Linked DNA regions of Hordeum vulgare: region 1 is linked to region 2. The links are chromatin contacts, called in public Hi-C maps. All regions are on one chromosome and are shown on one strand. Each heading gives the region's core, a stretch centred on a gene start, on an enhancer-like site or on the middle of the called end of the contact. The rest is flanking DNA. Distances are from core to core; before and after follow the strand shown. Region 1 has its middle 11 kb from the start of LOC123437615. Region 2 holds the start of LOC123411208 (expansin-like A2).

Region 1 (6,832 bases), core at 1,344-3,843, 450 kb after region 2:
CAAGGAAAGTAAATGGTGTCGAGGTGCAGCAAGTGGACCAATCCTTTTGAACACAAAGGATAAGCCGAGGAACTAAACTTATAAACACTAAGGCGTTCCTAAGGACACACGGGAGAGATAGTCATGTGCTTTCGCCATATTCCGTCTAGTACTATATTTTGTATTGATAAGTGTTGTGTGGGTGGATCTTTACTAGTGCATCGTCTAGGCTAAGACAAGTACACTCTTATGATTAAACCCCTTACAAGCATCTGCAAATACAAGAGAGAAATTAAGGCAAAGCCTAACCATAGCAGTAAGCTTTAGGATCCAACACTCCCTCGTGCAAAAGTATGCGAACTGGGGTTCAGGTTTCTGTCACTCCGGCAACCCACCATAAGCATTCTTTATACACAATGCATTCCCCTAGGTCCTTAAAAAGGCGAAGTGTTATGTAGTCAACGTTCACATAACACCACTAGAAGAATAACATCATAACTTAAATATCAATCAACACATATTACTTAAACATCATATGACTACTAGCAACTAGACTTCTCCCATGTCCTCAAAAACTAAGGGAACTACTCACGAGACATAAAAGAGATCATGATCATAGGGGATGAAAATATGATGAACAATCTGGTCATAACAATAATTCTCCAACAAAACTCAATATCATTCACCACAAAATAGTAATCAACACCGGCAGAGTAGAGGGGATGAATAGTGCAAGGTACAACTTCGATTGCAATGGTAAAGTGAGATGGGGCGAAGATGGAGATGGTGCTGGTGAAGATGATGATGGTGATGATGATCTCGATGATGCCCCTGATGATGGTGATGACGATGAGGACGATTTCCCCTTCCGGGAGGAGTTCTGCCCGACGGAATCTGCCCGCCGGAAAGGTCTTTTCTTCTCTGTAGGTTTCCTCCACGGAGCAGCGGCGGAACTGCAAAAAACTCCTTTTCTCCTCGATAGTTTTAGGTCACGAGGGTCATATAGGCCAAAGAGGGGCACCGGAGGTGGGACCCACCACCCAGGCGGCCTCCCTGCGCGGCCAGGAGGCAGGCCGCGCCCCCAGGTCGCCTGGGTGCCTGGTGCCCCCCCTCCGGCCCGTTGCCAGAGCCTCCCGACAAACTCGACGCGCTCCCAAAACCTTGCATCCGCGTCGCCCGCTGGACGGAGGATGCAACCTCCGCGGCGCCATTCGTCTCCCATCAGAAGGATGCAACCAAGCACGACGCCATTCGACTCCTCAAGGATGCAACGCGTGCGGGCCATTCATCTACCGACGAAGGATGCAACCACCGCACCGACACCATTCGTCTCCCTCCAGCCACCGCCATCATGACCTCCACACCCGCAGCAGCGTCGAGCCTCCCGAACCACCATCGCACTGATTCCTCCCACCAGATGCAACACAAGACCGGTCGTCCGCCCACACGGCTGCTGATCCAAGCCACCGGCTAGTCCGCTAGAGTCATGAGGCCGCCACCCAGCAGATCCGCACTAGGGACGACGTCTGTGCGCCTCCTGCAACCGACAGGCCGCAAATCCAGGGGAACGACGCCTGAGCACCATGCACCTTCGCCTTCTTGGAACTGGCAACCGCCCATGCCCCGCACGCAGCGGCGCAACTGCGCTGGGACGCCTCCTGCGCATTGCGGACCAAGCGCGCAGGCGCCCGCATGCGCTCACCTCGTTGGCCTCTGCTTGTCGTTCCAGCCGCACAGACTGCCCACCCCAGATCTGGCGCAGCAGCGACTCCCGGACCCCGCGCATCCGTCGCCCAACTCACGCCTCGGGTGCGCACGCGTGTCACCTTGCCTGACTGGCGCGCCGGCCAGCGCGAGCCAGACACCGGCCACCCGCCACGGCTGCCCACATCACCGCCTTACGAGACTGCCCCCGTGCAGCAAGCCAAACGAGCGGGGAAGGGAGGGCCTCCTGCCACCGACCCCAATCAGGCTTTGCCCGGTGGAGCTTGCCGGCGGCGGCAGGTGAGGAGGGCGGAGGAGGAACGTTGGCGGGCAACGGCTAGGGTGTTCGCCCGAGTCGCCCGCGCGCGGGGGGGGGGGGGGGGGGGGGGGGGGTAACGTCGGGCCTCTCTTCGAGATCTCATCTAAATCTTCATTGAACGGAAGGAGTAAACTTATACATATTTGTTGTAGATATTTGTCTATTTTAGTGCTATATATATTTGATGTGCACAAGAAGCAATACCTTCATGACCCTCAAAATGCAAGCCCGTCTACATTATTTGCCTATAGAAGGATCGAACTGAAGGTATCTCTGCTTTTATTCTTCCATCAATCCTTTCTAAAAATAACGTTATTATTGTCTAGGTACAATAGCCGCGAAAGAAAATACATAAAATTCAAAAAAAAATATATATAATACCAGTATTACTTACTCCCTGCAAGTATAAACACGACAGGCCGGAAAATGATTAACGTGCATATATATTATGATAACATGACTTTGCTTGGACCATCAGTCCATGCGTACTCGCTCCATTATTCCCAGAGCGCACATGACACGAGCCAGACCTGCGTACGCACAGCTGGAGCTCCTCTCCTGGATCATTGGCGGCAATGGTTGGTTCGCTTAACTTGACATGACCGGCTTCATATATCATCACACCCTCCAAAGACAGCACCCCGTCTCGCATCAAAAGATGCTCCAAGCCTCGCCGCAGACGGTAACTTTTCGTTGCTTAGCCTCGTATAGTTTCCTTTTCTACCCTGGGTGGGCGCTGGCTAGGTAGGCTTCTCCCACAAGTTGGCTGGCTTTGCAAGCATATTTCTTCGGCGTCAAGCTAACGAACTTCTTTCTTTAGAAGAAAAATAGAACGGCCAAGCTAGCCAACAACCGACTCTTGCTCGCGCAGTCAAACGTGTTCCACAGCCCAGCGCCCACCCGTGCGGGCTCCGCTCCACTACTACCACACTCGCTCCACGTATAAACATCAGTATAAAACACCGCCTCCCCCATCACCAGCAGCCCACACCGAGACCACATCCAAGGATCAAACGCCCGATCGAAAAGGCAGAGGACGGCGAGCACAGCAGGCAGAGAGCGGCGATGGCAGTGGGGTTCCGGCGGGCGCTGGACGCGCTCACGTCGCCCAAGTCGGCGCTGCTGGACTGCGCGCGGCCCAAGAAGCTGTCGTCGTACGCGCGCGTGCGCTCCATCAGCCTCCCGGTGCGCCTCCACCCGCTGGTGGCGGCGCTGCACGACTCGGCGCGCGCGCTGCTGCGGTGGGCGGACGAGCCCGCGCAGACGGGCCCCGCGTGGGTCGCCGACGGGGCCGAGCGGGCGGGGCAGGTGCTGGCGGGGCTGTCCGCCATGCTCCACCACCCGCAGGCGCGGGACGCGCTCCGCCGGCCGTGGACGGAGCAGCTGCTCGACGACCTGCTCCTCCTCGCCGACCTCCACGGCTGCTTCCGGGACTCGCTCGTCGCGCTCCGCCAGCTGCTCAACGAGGCGCACTCGGCGCTGCGCCGCCGCGACGGCGTGCGCCTCGCCGCGGCGCTCCGCGCGCAGCGCCGCGCCGCCAGGGAGGTCTCCCGCCTCGCGTCCTCGGCCCGGGACCTCTGCCACCGCGCCTCCCCCGACGACGACCTGGACGAGATCACGCTCGCCGACGCCTTCGCGGCGGCCACGGCCGCCGTGGCCGCCGCGTCCGCCGCCATCTTCTCCGGACTCTCGTCCGCGTCCGCCGAGTCCGCCGCCAGCGCCGTCCCGTCCCCGAGGACCCCGACGCCATACTCCCCCGCCCGCGCCCCCGCCAGCCCCATGTGGCTGGTCACGGACCTCCTCCGCCGGCGGAGGACCGTGTCCTTCTCGTTCGAGGACTACTGCAACGAGGAGGAGGAGGAGAGGAAGGCGGCCATGGGCCGGGTGCGCGGCCTCGAGGAGTGCGTGGCCGCCGCCGAGGCCAGCGGCGAGCAGGTGTACCGCGCGCTCGTGAACGCCAGGGTGTCGCTCCTCAACCTGCTCACGCCCACATTCTGACGACGCTCCCTCCCTCCCTCTCTTCTTTCCCGTGTTGGGACACGGATTTTTCTCCAGAGCAAGGCTGCATGTGAGCCTGTGAGATTAGTGCTAGAGATTCCATTTCGATTCGTTTGTTGACCCCTGTGTCGTGTGTACATGGTGTAGATACTCTTGCTTGCAATGGAAAATAGTTCCAGTTAATTAACACAAAACCTTGTGCGGAATTGTTTACTCGCCAATCACCTCCTTCGAGTACTCTCTTGCATTGGTGATAATGTGCTGTGCACCCTTTCCTCTACCTGCATTGCTTGTGGAAGAGCACCCCAATAATGGACTTAACTTAGCATTTCTTTCAGCTGTTTTCTTCCTTGTTCTTGACCATTGTGTTCTTCCATTTCAACTGCCAACAATCAGGGAGGCAGAGCTCGTCTCCGTCACATGCATGTATGCATGCATGGAACATTGGCACATTGCCTTCAGCTGCATGCATGCATTCATTGCCGAGAAATCTTTCTGTTGCTTGGGCGCTTTCGCTCGTTCTGGCATCGACTCTCGTGGTACCAATTGTGTTAATGTGCCAAGCTGGAGTGACCAAACTCGATCCATCGCGACGCCAGCTTCTACGGTTCTCCGTGCAGCTGAGGCCGACGTTCATCCACACGCAGCTAGCTGCCCCTGCATGCTCCCATTAAAAGCTTACCCCAACCAATCAACAACTAGTCCCAGCGTGTGAATTACAGAGAACAAAAGGGCAGTGAACCACAGAACTTATGGCACATCACATCTACCAAATATCCATCGAACTGTAGTTTTCACATATGCAGCAGGAGAGTACCGCCAAAACCCCGCAAAAAAAAAGGAGAGTACTGCCAAACATATGCAGCCTGTGCGAAAGATGGACGAAATCATCAGCTCGAGTCGTACGCCGCGAAAGACTGCCGTACATTTGGCTCAAAAGGCGAAAGCAGCCCGGCACCGGGCTCGATCGATCGTCCGTCTGAACGCCAACTTGACAAGAAAAGTGGCTGCTCGCTTTAGCAGTAGGGTCTCCGGCCAACCCTAGACCCTAAACTAATCCGGTACAGTTATTAATAAGCAGCTCGAATGCTCGATCAATCGCGTCGTCGGCGTGCTTGCATAGACATGTCCACATGAACCACATCAATGCAGCCTACAAATAATTTGGAGGTCGTAGCTACTACCTAATTGGGACGCATCCATCCATGCATGGCCCCCGAATAAGTTGTGGGCTTCTGGCTGCAGCCTATGAAAATTCAGAACCCGGATGGGGATGGAGCCCGTGTTGTTAAACCTAATCCTATTCGACCTAATGCTTGGCATAACTTAATTTTTTGGTGGTTGGATTGGATGGTAGACCATGGCGGCCGGTTCGCCCATGTGGGTGATCCATGCCAGCGCCACATGCATGGAGCTTGAGTACCAGACCATTAGAGAATGGATTTAATCTGCGTGCCAAAGCCCTCGTGCGGATATAAGCATTGGATCGGGAAGTGAAACCCTTGATTAAGACGCACACGAAGAAGAAGAAGAAGGTAGCAGAGCGTGCCAAAAGGTCGATAGAATCTAGTAGTAATATAGTTCGCTTGCATTCACGCCGAGGTGGTTTGTATCGGATTTCTTGAACCTTTTGCGGGTGCAAGAAAAATCTCGTTGCCAGTGATGGGGGAGGCGATAAAAAGGAGGGAGAAAAGGACACAAAAAAGATAATTAAAGTTGAACCCACTTGCTGTGGATTGTAGTGCAATTATATTTTGAGAAGAACCACTTGCAGAAATGACGAGTAAAATAATTCTCGCTTTTGTGGCTGCTTTGGGCCCTCATTGGAGTTGAACGGGCCCAGATCGCAAGTTGCTCTCGACCTTTTCTCCCGGGGTCTTTTCAGGCCTGGAGCCCGCTACGCACGATCGTAAGCCCCCATCGCGCATGTGATCAACGCCGCCATCCACCACGGGACCCGTTGCTGCTGGGAGGAAGACAACGATGAGCGAGCACGATCTCCACTGCTCCCTCCGTCCAAAAATAACTGTCTTAAGCTTAGTATAAATTTGTACTAGAGCTAGTAGAAAGTTGAGACACTTATTTTGAGACGAAGGAAGTACTTCAGATCGGTAGTTGGACGTGAAGCTTGGCCTTCGGTTTTCCTCTGTTACTACTCTTCATAATTTCGTTTGCTCACAGTATTTTCAAATCGTCGTCGTCCTTCACACGACAGGATCGGATCGGGGTTCTTTTGGCCCTGTCACGATGAACTGCGGGCGATTGGGATGGCATGGGCGCACACCGGGCAATTCCTATTTATCCCAAATCACCCGTTCTTATTTATCCCAAATCACCCGTTCAGCTCACTTTTCAGCTCACAAGTGACGCATTGCATGTTGTTATTTATCATAATTCAATTTTTTTTCTTTTAGTTTTGTTTATTTAAAATGTTTTACCTCATTTTTTTTAGAATTTTATCATTCATATTACGAAACAGTACAAAGAAGTTGACCCTTACAAGCATACTGAAACGCAAACACAGAAAACCATGAACACCTAGAGTACCTAAGACAACCATAACAAAAAGATCTCCGGAGCCCTGTGTCTTCATCCCTGAATCTTGAGAGAAGACCCCTGCAGCAGAAGGATTTGCAACCAGTCGCAAGCAGGTCATCATCTTCGACCACGGTACAATTGCCGCCATGTTGCTTCCTCCTTTCTTGACACCAGCGCTGAGAGGGCATGGACATCAATCCAACACACCTGCAACAGCCGTCGCCATCTTTGGCTTTGAGTACCGCGAAAAGTGTTCCCTCCGGAAAGAAGAGAACTCGAGTCATCCGACCGGTC
Region 2 (6,616 bases), core at 3,056-5,555:
TCTCTATTAATAGTATGTCATATTGTTGTTAATTTCCCTAAGAGATCTGTATTTTGCATTTGTATACATTTCTTCTTGTATGCTGCATCCTGCCCATTTGGAGATATTGTTTTGTTATAATATTGAGCCCATCTATTTTATGACCATTCATGTATGAGATATTGTTTTCCTTGGTTCCCTTCATCTATTAGCAAAATCTCCATTTGGCGACTTCTCTTACACTTATTTATTCCTTGCAGAATGTGGCAATAGAGATCAATATGTACACTCAGTTGTCTGCTTATCCAAGAAGAACCAGTTAAGAAGCTGAGGCTAACTTTGAATGTTTGTGATTTTTTGTTGTCGGTACCATGTTCACATCTTATAATTTCTTGATCTACTATTGGTTTCACAACTAAATTTATGATTAGTTTGTATCCATGCAGAGGAAACACTTCCCAAGCACTTCAGATGCAATTAACACTGATGGTCAAGGATAGTTATCATGCCTGACATGACAAAGGTAACTCATCCATCATTTGTTACTGAGGCGCCATAACTAAATTGATAATTTTTCCACTAATCTGCTGGAGATGCTCTATGAACATTTAGTGTTCAGCGCAGTTGTTTCCATGCTTTAGGATACGTCATGTTTCATAGCCGAAACAAGATTCAGTTAGTTTGACTACAAAAAGAACGTTTCACTTAGTTTTATTATAATATTTCCATCAGATACATATGATTGCAGTTTTAGGTCCATTCCACATTTTTTGTCATACATAGTTGCAATTTAAAGATGGCCATTTTGTCATCAATGCAGTTTCAAATTAATCGTGGAGGTTATTTGTATCGATTCCAATTTCCTAACAGAACCTAGCTCCCTTTTATAGACAACTTCTATAGATAATATGTAACTTCAACATTGGTGAGGATGATTCTTCATATATGCAGTGCTAAGGATCAAGACAACTGAATATCATTGAAATATATTGCAACTCTTTCCCGTAGCAACGCGCGGGGTATCATCTAGTAGTAGATATCAGGTGCTGCATACTTATGCCGGGGGTAGAGATTTCAGTGATTGAAATTTAGTTTCATGCCTTCATTCGGTGTCTCAAACATCACTCTCAATACTTAGTCTGCTATAATTACTACGAATTCTGATGTTTGACAAAAAATCATGCACTTTGGCTTGTGAATGACTTGGCCTTCACTCGCCCTACTTGTTCGTGTGGCTTACATGCCCTATGGCCACATGTTCTCTACTTCCTTTCAAGTTTCCCCCTTTTGTGGCAGAACGTAAAGATGGAAAGTAGCAGTGATTTTTAAGGTTCTGCCGATGCAGGTAAAATGGAGGAAAATCTTGATGCGTATTGTGCGAAGTATTGAAAAGCACCCGCGGAGCAATGATCAGCCAGGCGGTTACAACTAACAAGAAATGAGCAGGAAAGCTACAAGCACGCTCTCTAATAGTGACACAATCTCTGGCAGGGTCTATCAACCTAAATGTTGATGCTGCTTTGATATGTGATCAGCTGAGAGGGGCGGGGGCGCTCCTTTTGCCTTTGTGGCAGAATACGGCCGATGTCCTATCGCGTTACTACCATGTTAGCGCAGTCGGTGGGAGCAACCGAGTGATCATCAAGGTCAATAGGGGTTTCGTGGCCTAGTTAAAGTTATGTTTGAGCACTGCCCAAGAGCCCATAATTAGTAGCCATGCAAGTTAGTGATCCATAGTTCCTGGTCGGAGGATCCACCAGATTTTCTTGTAGTACCAGTTGGTACACGAAACAACCCTGTCTGCTAGTTAATGTAGTCCGTTTTGCTGTCAAAAAATAAATAAGAAATAACTGCTGCACATAAAGCCCCCTTGATTCATTACTGAATCAACTGGAGAATGACCGTGATGCATACTACCAGTTACATGGTTTATTATAGTTGAGAGCTCCCAGTAAATCTTTGCTTAATTTGTCTCTGAAAGGAGTTCATGCTTCCTTTACGGCAGAGAATAACCGTAATGCATACTACCGATTGCATGGTTTATGGTTTATAGTTGAGAGCTTTCCTCTCCGAAAAGAGTTCATGCTTACACATACACACTTTATTATTATTATTATTATTATTATTATTATTATTATTATTATTATTATTATTATTATTATTATTATTATTAAAACGAAACAACTTTATTATAATCATCTAGCCTGCGTGTCTTCCCGCCTGTGTCGATGTCATCGGTGGTAGAGAGGGCAGGCTGCCTCCCTTGCAGACGAATGCAAGCGACCTGACCCACGGCCACGAAGTGGACGTGCCAACCGCAGCGTCAACTGACCCGCCGCAGTCCACAGTGCCGCCAGACACGCACAGGATGCCACGCTGCAGCGCATGCAGCAGGCCGACATGGGAGCCAAAGGCAAACGTGTCCTCCGTCGCCGTGCAAAGCTTGGAGCCCAAGCGAAAAGAAGAGACCCACTGCGTCCAGTGAAAAAGAACGGGAAACGGAAAACCGGTGCCGGTGCCCGGCGGGCGGTGGCAGGGGCACGAAGTGTAGTAATCATGTTCGTGGGTAATCAGCTCTGCCAGGAAGTCAGAGCATCTTGAATGCACGCAAGATTCATTCAGGTTGTGGCTTCGGCCTTCGCTGCGCGTCGTGTCAACGGGCTCGTTTAAGGTTCGGTCGGCTGACCAGGTCATACATAGCCAACGGCCGGGGCTCGTGGTGCTGTGGCAAGTGCAACCACTGTCTGTCCTCCACTGCCAGTCCAGAACCGGGCGCCGGTGTTGCCGCTGTGGTTGGGGGGAAGGCCGTTGGGATTCATCAGTGGTTGACGCGAGATTTCGCTGCCGTGTGCGCCATATCGAGTCAGAACCGGAGGGATAAGTGCTTACGCCGACCAAGTCAAGGTCAAATAGTACTATTGATATGTAATGCTGCTAGATACATATATATATATATATTTTTTTTTTCTCACAACTCGTCACAGCGCTACTGCTTCGCCACGTACTGGTGCCGGCCGCGTTGCAAATGCCAGTGCTTCATCGAGGATTCAGTTCTCACAGGGTCGGTTGTCCTCAAGACCGTTTACGCGGATCGGCATCTTACCATGTGCGCACAGCAGGAACCGGTGAAACACACAAAGGTGCTAGAGAAACTGCTTAAGGCGGTGATGTCCCAACGAGAGACGAAACCAATTTAGCATTCGGGTGGGATATCCTGATCAGGACTGTTAGAGTTGGGTCACTTTCGCACCAATTTGTCCATTCTTGTTGAATCGGGGGGCCGTCGTTCAGAATCATGATTAGATATATAACCCCATGGACCACTGCAATCGTGATGGGATTAGCATGATTGGCCGGCATTAATGTGTCATCCGCAAGACCGTAGGGCATGCAGCATATCACGAGCGGTTTGCACTAGAAAGACGAGAGGATTCCTTCTCTCCCTCTCCAACGAGGCGTGTCCTGTAAACCGACCCTAGTTTGTTAAGCGCATACCTTTCGCAACATGGCCTACCAGGGACTATCATTGATGGAGCTGAACCCATATCCATTGCTTGCGTACGTGCAAGGCACTGGTAGTTATCCGAAACGGCTCGCGGTCGCGAAAGCCTTACGTGTCCGGATCAAGACCGATTGCAGACTAATTAAACCGATAAACAATCAGAGCACGATGGACCTGCTTAGGCAAAAGACAAATAGAGCCAAAGTGTTTCTCATTGCCACGTGGGACGAATCGTGAAGGCGGCGTCCACACAAACGGGTACCCGATGAGATGAGACGAGGCAGCTGCGGCCCGTGGCGCGACGGCCGTCGTGGGCGATAAGCCTGAAGGAAAGGCTTCAAATCGGTCGGTCGTGATCATCTCGTCCTCTAATTCAAACCGTGCAAGCCTAGCCGCCACTTCCGTCCTTATCCTCGTTTGGTTAAGGGGGATTGAGGAGGTTTTGAGAGGAAGGGATTTCAGGGGATTGTGTGAATCCTTTTGTTTCACCCAATACTCTTAAATTCCTGGGGTTTTGCTTTCACTAGTCCCTCAAGAAGGATTTTGAAACACATGGATAGGAAGGGATTGAAGGGGAACGGAGGGGATTGGGCTAAGCAAACCCCTCCTACCAAATGGACGCCCCGAGGATCTGTGGGGTTTCTGGGCCCCTAACGGATTTTACTCTCAAGCCCTCTCCAATCCCCCTTTTAACCAAACGCGGTCTTTAAACTCCTCGTCCTTTTATCAGCAACAAAGGAGTTACTAATTCTTTCTTCACGAATTGCCTTCCCTCTTCAAGGTAACCGCAAATGGAAACCCTATCGAGGCGGTATATATAAAAGTAAAGAAACGCACGCGTGTTCACAAAACGGCACTCGCACGTGCCGTTACCTTGCCACGCGCCAGGATGCCCGACGATGGGACGTGGTTACCGGAGTTTATCCTAGTACGTACAAGTTCGAACAGTTCAAGAACCGCTCGCTGGCGCGCGCGGGTTGCGGCACGAGTCTGGGTCGGTGGCCACCCCAAACTTTTTGCCATGGTACTTCACATCCACATTCCTGGATCCACCTCACGACCACGTGGCCAGCGCGCTTTCCTTCCTCCCTACTCCCCGCCGCGTCGGCATCTTGCTTGCTGCGTCCCAGGTACGAGACCACGGCCGTCCGGTTTCGAGGCTGGCGGCCAGTGCACCGTAGCATTAACTCGTAAACCGCAGCCGGCCACAACCAGCGCGCGCGCCGCGTCGGGTATAAAAGCCTAGTTCTAGCCCAGCTGCTGGCAAGAATCCATTCCCCTGTTCTCTTCCTGTCCCGTCCTGTTCAATCTTCTTCTACACCGAGTAAGTAAGTAACGCACCCGTCTTCAAGCAAGCCCCGTCGATGGCGAGCGCTCGATCGCGTCTGGTCCTCCTGCTCGTCCTCTTCGCCGCAGCCTCCTCTCCGGCCTCTGCCTGCGACCGCTGCGTGCGCCGGTCCAACGCGGCGTACCGCGCCTCCTCGCCCGCCCTCGACAATGGTGCGTACGGTGGATCGATCGGGTACCGTTAACTGATTATGGTTTCTTGTTCGTGGTTCGGCTGATTGACTTTTGGTTTTGCTTTGCGTGAGCAGCCGGCTCCTGCGGGTACGGCTCCCTGGCGGCGACCTTCAACGGCGGGCTCCTCGCGGCCGCGAGCCCCGCGCTGTACAGGGGGGGCGTCGGCTGCGGCGCGTGCTACAGGGTCCGGTGCACGGACGCCGAGCTCTGCAGCGCGGCGGGCACCACGGTGGTCGTGACGGACCAGGTGCGCACGGGCGCGACGAACCGCACCGACCTCGTGCTGAGCGGCGCAGCGTACGCGGCCATGGCCAGGGGCGGCGGGGGCACGGCCGCCGCGCGGCGGTTGAGGGAGCGGCGCGCCGTGGGCGTGGAGTACAAGCGGGTGCCCTGCGAGTACGCGCGCCGGCGCAACCTGTCGGTGCGCGTGGAGGAGCGCGCGGCGGGCGGCCTGACGATCAGGTTCCTGTACCAGGGCGGGCAGACCGACATCGTGGCGGTGGACGTGGCGGCGGCCGGGTCGTCGGGCTGGCGGTCCATGACGCGGGAGCGCGGCGGGCCGGCGTGGAGCACGGGCCAGGCGCCGACGGGGCCGCTGCAGCTCCGGATGGTGGTCACCGGCGGGTACGACGGGAAGTGGGTGTGGGCCGACCGGGAGGTCCTCCCGCGGCGGTGGACCGCCGGCCGGGTGTACGACACCGGGGTGCAGATCGCCGACGTCGCGCTGGAAGGGTGCTCCCCCTGCGACACCCGAGAGTGGAAGTGACGACAGAGACACGAATCCCGGCCGATTGTACAGTAGAGCTTTGCTTTTGATCTTACTCGTGCTAATCCCCTCCCTCCTTTCTTCTTGGATAACGAAGCGAAATGAATCGGTGGAAGAGTCAGACGTGCGGTTGCAGCTGGGCCCGGCCTTGCTGATTGATTTCTCTCCACTTGGTGGAGGGGTGGTGGTGAGCAGCTAGCTAGCTGAAGCAGCAGAGGGGGAGTAGTGTGCACGATGTGCGGCGCGTCTTTGGTCACCGGTGCCTGCCAACTTGTGTTAGTGCATGCACGACGAGGGGCCCTGGTCGTCAACGAAGGGTGCCGTGCTTCCCCTTTCGCGGGTCTTGGCTTCGGATGCGCGTTGCATTTCTGTACTGGCGCAAAGCTTGGCGCGTTTCGTGTGATTCCCGGCGTGATGCGCTGCGTTCTCGTGCCTGTCATAGGTTGGTTGGGCGATCTGCCTGCTGTGCAGTATTCCTAGTTTTTTTTTGGATACAAGTATTTCCAGTTATACCTGACCATACCTCGGACCGGGCCTCACAAAGCCCGTGTAGAAAAACTCAGGCTCAAGCCCGACAGTCAGGCCTCGATTTCAGTCCCAAGTCCAGCCCATTAGTGTGAAAGCTCGTCAGGCCTTGGGCCGGGCTTCTTCCCTAAATCATAAAGACGTCAAGCCCGACACGGCCAACGGGCTTAAAATTTAGGCCCGATCCTGGGCCGTAGGAAGGTCAGGTCACATCGTTCGGGTGAGGTTGCCCATGGGCAAGTCTATTCTTAATATCATGGGCCATGGGAATGTGAGGACAAGTCAGGTCGGATCGTCTAGGCCGGGTTTTTCATGGACAAGTC

Evidence for each region. A called contact is a pair of places that touch in the nucleus more often than the background predicts.
Region 1: a contact with region 2 is called in a Hi-C map of leaf, with 4 times the contacts expected there. The contact joins the enhancer-like site here to the promoter of LOC123411208 in region 2. A contact is called at or near these places in 2 of 6 Hi-C or Micro-C datasets (both in leaf).

What each region holds. Positions count from the first base shown.
Region 1 is chr1H:367,004,983-367,011,814 of MorexV3_pseudomolecules_assembly, forward strand. No RefSeq gene overlaps it. Among protein-coding and RNA genes, the nearest start is that of LOC123437615, 11 kb to the right of the region's middle. Within about 2 kb of position 2,594, at least 3 of the 3 cell types and tissues checked have open chromatin away from gene starts, as enhancers often do. A contact at or near this core is called in leaf, where this site is marked.
Region 2 is chr1H:366,551,626-366,558,241 of MorexV3_pseudomolecules_assembly, forward strand. LOC123411208 (expansin-like A2) reads left to right here and starts at 4,306. Exons shown (of 2, transcript XM_045104155.1): 1 at 4,306-4,981; 2 at 5,077-5,889. The coding sequence starts at 4,846. The coding sequence ends at 5,768. LOC123437529 (pentatricopeptide repeat-containing protein At3g02330, mitochondrial) reads left to right here. Exons shown (of 6, transcript XM_045115723.1): 4 at 240-341; 5 at 426-502; 6 at 1,325-1,935.